Linked DNA regions of Sus scrofa: region 1 is linked to region 2. The links are chromatin contacts, called in public Hi-C maps. All regions are on one chromosome and are shown on one strand. Each heading gives the region's core, a stretch centred on a gene start, on an enhancer-like site or on the middle of the called end of the contact. The rest is flanking DNA. Distances are from core to core; before and after follow the strand shown.

Region 1 (2,700 bases), core at 20-2,519, 71 kb after region 2:
ATAGGTCAGAAGTAATCAAAAACATCTCCCACAGTGATCTAGGCACTAAAAACTAAAATATGAACCAGTTTCCAATTTAAATGCTGTGTAAACTGAACCTAGAACTACACAAAATAATGTTCTGAAAGAAAAGTCACCAACACACAATATCAAATTTAAATAACAAATGGGGTCAGTGGTACCAAATTGGTTTATTAACTTAATAGTGATAATGATAATAACGACAGACCAGGGCTATGCTAAATACTTCACATACATTGTCTCATACATTATTTAATCTAATTTCACAGCACTATGAGGAAGGCACTATTATCATCATCTTTTTCCTCATTAGATGACTAAACTCATAGAGAATTAAAGCAACCGGCCCAATTTCGTACAGTTAATAGATAGAGCAAGAATTCCAACCCCATAAGAGTAGCTGACGCGAGAATATTGCCTATTCACTCATGTAACAAATATCTGAATGCCTACTATGTGCCACACAATTTCTAACTACTCACATTACAGTGTTTCCACCCAGGAGTATATAGATGGAGTCTAAGCCATCTACAGGAATTATTTCCAGAATTTAGCACTAACCAAAAGTAATGTTCCAAAAGCTTTACAGTATCTCTGCTAGAAAGTAAAAACAATGGTTTCAGGAGAAATTGTTTTGGAATACAGATAGACTTCATTAAAATACCTACTTCTCTCCCCTTACAGGTTCTTGGGGATGGAGATGATGACTCTGTCTCACCCACTCTTAGTAACCCAAGTGTTATAACATACCAGCTACTCAACTTACCACATAGTATTCTCATTGTTATGAGTCGGCCTTCCAAAGTAAGCAAGAAGCTATTTGAGATCCATGGAATTTGTTTTATTGTTTCACCCATTTTTGTATCCCCAGTACTAGAGTTTACAATGAGGCTAATACCTCACAGAGTTTTGTGATGATTTCATGAGTTTATGTAAAATATTTACCAACGGTGCATTTACGCATTCAATAAAGAATGACTTTCCTCTCTTCTCAGTCACCTAAGCTGCCAACCCATCCCTCTTACTGCTGACGTAAATCAACCAAAAGGCAAGGCAAAACCTGGCTGAACAAGCTGCCAATTAACTCAAGAGCTCATCCGCTACACATTTCCTATATGTCATTTTCCTGGGCACCCCACCCTAAAAAAGACTTAGGAAACATTTCCAAACAGTGACAACTGAGAACTAAACCATGAGGTTCTAACTATATCTGCTGGAATGAGTTACCAAAGGTGACTGTGAACTCTATACACATGACTCATGAGAAATGCCATAAAGAACAAAGGTCTTCTTTCCTGCGTAGTAATGCCTACAACAACAATGCTATTTGAAGAAAAAGCTGTGTGCATGTTACTGAACAGGGCAAATCAGTTACATCTCCCACTCTGATATACTCTCTTAGCACACTCTTAGTAGTTATTAGGAGTTTGACATATGAAAAATTAAAGTACCTCCTCTGAACAGCAGACAAATGCTCAAAATATGATAAGCAGAAACTAACTCTGAAGCAAAATCATATAGAATAAAAATAGTCGTAAAACATCCATGCCACCTGAAATAATCATTGCTCCTCATTTCTCAAGTCTGTACCAATCAATCTGAATTCAAAGGTATAACCCTGTGATCCCTGGTTGGGGAACTTCAACATGCCACAAGCATGGCCAAAAATTTGTTAAAATAATAATAATCCTGGAGTTCCCTGCTGGCTCAGTGAGTTAAGAATTGTGTTGTTACAGCTGTGGCTTGGGTCACTGCTGTAGCACAGGTTCAATCCCTGGCTGGGAAGCCTCCACATGCCAAAAAATAAAGTTATAATCCTTAAAATGGATTTCCCAATTCCTAACCATACCACTTCTTAGCTGGGTTCCACTGAGAGTTCCCCAACTACTCCAGGCCTCAGTTCCATCATCTATAAAATGGAGATGACCAAGCTATCCTCCCTGAGCAGGTTGCTGAGAGGGCTCATGGACACACAGAGCCTAGTGAGCGCTAAATAACTGTCAGTTATTATTGTTATCCACTCTGACATTTAGAAATAAGTTGCAGAATTCACTATTAAAAACACCACGATACATATTATATTCCACACACACTAGTCTCTTTTCTGTTACAAAATGCCCTTTGCCTCTTTGGCCCTTAATATCTGCTCTTCCCTATGCCTGGAATCAACTTCTTCAGCTCTCCCATGACCAACTTACTTTCATCCTTAGATCTGAATCCAAATATCCCCTTCTCAGAGAAGCCTTCCTTGAGACTGCCACCCCCCAACATCTCACTTTCTTCTAACCTTATTTTCATTCTTCCATGGAATTCACAAACATCTGTTACTGTCTCATGTATCAGCTTACCTTTTTCAGTGATAGCTTACCTTTTTCAGTGATATTTACAGCTCCTACCATTGTACTAAGCATGTAATAGCTAATATAAAAATAAATGAAAGATGTTGCAAAGTCAAATATTTTAAAAACTTACCGTGTTAAACACAACATTAAAAAGTCATTATCAGGGAGTTCCCATTGTGGCCCAGTGGAAACAAATTCAACTAGGAACCATGAGGTGGCAGGTTCGATCCTTGGCCTCGATCAGTGGGTTAAGGATCTGGCATTGCTGTGAGCTGTGGTATGGGTTGCAGATGCGGCTAGGATACCACATTGCTGTGGCTGTGCCATAGGCCGGCAA
Region 2 (2,700 bases), core at 59-2,558:
GGAAACTATGTCACCAGCAACAAAAACTGTCATACATTCCTTGAATTATTTTTATAATGACTTGATTTTATTTCCACTTAAAGTCCTACTGCACTATGTGAGGTTAGTTTTAACCAAGCCACTTTATATGTAAAAGTGATATGCCTATCTGAAATAAGCCACATATGACTATTTTATTTTATTCACTAATATTAATGCATCAAACACCACTGCAGTCACTAACATCAGTTAATCATATACTGAACCATCCTATAGCTATGAGATCATGAACCTTAAGGAGAAAAACCAGCAGGACCATGGAAGATGAAAAAAGAGGGAGAAAAAAGGAGGACACAATTGGTACATGTACAGAGTATTTTAAACTTTTGATGTAATGAACCATTTGCTGATTAAAAACAAATAATCATGTGTCTTTTGTTTGGGGAAGAATCCTGCAAAAAGCAGGAGTCTAGAAAGTAGGAAGTTGCTGAGAACCTTCAGATAAAGGAAAGTAGAACTCAGTGTGTCTTAAAAGTCAGATGATGGGAAGAAATGGTTCCAAATTCCCATCAGGGAAACTCCGTGACTCTAACAAGAGATGAGGAGAGAGTAGGTGTGACAAAGGTTACTGATAGAGCAAAACATAAATAGGTGTACTAAGGGAAGAGAAGTCACATGTTTTCTCCGGCATGAGAGAAAAATTCAAGACTCAGTGCAGAAAGACTCCAAATCACCAAGTCACCTTATCTAAGCCAGTTCAAAAGGAAACAAGGGCAAGTGGTAGATTAAACAAAGGACACACTGTGAGGTATTCCAATCTGGCAACTAATAATACCCAGCCTACCAACTCCCTTTTTAAAACACACTAAACAAGGAGACTACCTGCCAAAAGGTAAAAGATCTCAGAATAATACAGAAGGAAGAGACAGTTCTAAAGCACTTTCAAAGTTGTTTCTCTTTTTTAAGAGGCAGAATTGCTAGCTAGAGGCAAGATCAAGAGATTGTCTAGTTTAAGCCCTCCCCCAAAAGACAACATCAAGGCCAGGAAATCCTATTCGCATCTAGCTGTACACTCCACTTCCAACCCTAATGCAGATCATGAAATCACCACTAACCCTTGATTACCATGGTCAAGGAGGATGAGCCTCAAGACCAATAAAACTGTCAAACTTCCTCACCCAAACCCTTTTGATGTAATGGAGGAAGGAAGTATAAGTCCCAGGATTGCACCAATGCAAACTTTAGATCTGAGTTGAAGTAGACATTGCCAGTGGTGAGAGAAAAGGCAAACCTCCACACAGATGAAAATTATTAGAGTCAAACAGGAAGCTGGCCAGACGGGTCACTCTTGGTTCCTTTCAGACTAGACCAGATGATAGAGCTCATGTTACAGGACTAGCAGGTGCCACAAAATTTCACTTAGAGAAATCTTTCTACACAATGGACAAAAGCAGAAAGTCCCATTTCTTTCAGTATCTCAAGTCCTTCTGCTATTAAGAGGAAACTATCAATTCCTAACACAACATTTAATGCTAATTTTATCCTATATTTACATTAGAAGGAGAAGAACTCTAAATATTTTTTAAAGTATAAAAACAATCTGTTTCAAATCCTTCACTAGCACAAACTGCTGAATGCATAGTAACAGGCCCTTCATTAGCCCCACCAATCTCTCTAGAACCATTATCTGCTACCAAACTTGTTAAAATTCCCAACACAAACCATGTTTCATGCTCTCTGTGCTTATTCATCCTTGTGTCTGAGATGGGCTTCCCACTTTTCTTTAATAATTACTACATAACAATTACTGTTTTCTCCAAAAAACACTTCTTGACCAGCTAGGCAGAAGTAACTGCCCTTTCTCCACAAAGGAAAGAGACCTACAGAACTCAATGAACACATCTATCTTAGCACCAACCTTCTTTATAAAAAAATCATCTGTAAGTACACTTTCTTCCTTCATTACATCAAAAGGGTAGGGATGAGGGAGTTCCCACTGTGGCTCAGCAGTAAGGAACACGACTAGGATCCATGAGGATGCAGGTTGGATCCCTGGCCTCGCTCAGTGGGTTAAGGATCTGGCATTGCCGTGAGCTGTAGTGTAGGTCACAGATGTAGCTCCCATTCAACCCCTAGCGTGGGGACTGCCAAGAGTTTGTAAACAGGAATTTCTAGTTTTTATTACATAAGATATACTCACTATAAAAATTCAGCAGGCACAGCTAAACAAAAGAAAAACTGCTGGTAAACTCCTATCCTCCCTAAGATTACTTTTTTTTTTTTTTTAAATGGCCATACCCACAGCATATGGATGTTCCTGGGCCAGGGACTGAATCTGAGTCATAGCTGTGACCCAGAATCTTTAACCCTTTTGGGGCAAGGTCAAAGTGTTATTAGTATACAAATACATGCAGCACCTAATGCATCTTCCCAACAAATGTGGCAAACATTTTAATAATGTGTGTAGAATGTCCAGAAACCTTTTTTACATTATGATCAAAGGCAATCAGATTAGTGGAACAAATGATATCCACAATGATGAAATGATAGATACATTTATTCTCTTGTGAATAAAAAATAATTTATGTTTTAAAAGCATTCTCAAAGAAAGACCTGTACTGATAACTGTAAGATGCTGATAAAAGAAATCAAAGATGACACAAACAGATGGAAAGACAAACCAAGCTCCTGGATTTTAAGAGTCAATATTATCAAAATGAC

The links. A called contact is a pair of places that touch in the nucleus more often than the background predicts.
Region 1: a Hi-C map of skeletal muscle shows a contact between it and region 2, with 1.8 times the contacts expected there. The contact joins two enhancer-like sites. A contact is called at or near these places in 1 of 5 promoter capture datasets (liver), 5 of 47 Hi-C or Micro-C datasets (epiblast stem cells, heart right ventricle, liver and 1 more) and 1 of 2 datasets of contacts at active chromatin or transcription factors (skeletal muscle).

The regions. Positions count from the first base shown.
Region 1 is chr16:34,691,147-34,693,846 of Sscrofa11.1, forward strand. All of the region lies in intron 1 of PLPP1 (phospholipid phosphatase 1), which reads right to left. All of the region lies in intron 14 of SLC38A9 (sodium-coupled neutral amino acid transporter 9), which reads right to left. Among named protein-coding and RNA genes, the nearest start is that of PLPP1, 49 kb to the right of the region's middle. Within about 2 kb of position 1,270, at least 11 of the 83 cell types and tissues checked have an H3K27ac peak or open chromatin away from gene starts, as enhancers often do. A contact at or near this core is called in skeletal muscle, where this site is marked.
Region 2 is chr16:34,620,448-34,623,147 of Sscrofa11.1, forward strand. The region is part of intron 3 of PLPP1 (phospholipid phosphatase 1); the gene reads right to left. Among named protein-coding and RNA genes, the nearest start is that of PLPP1, 120 kb to the right of the region's middle. Within about 2 kb of position 1,309, at least 4 of the 83 cell types and tissues checked have an H3K27ac peak or open chromatin away from gene starts, as enhancers often do. A contact at or near this core is called in skeletal muscle, where this site is marked.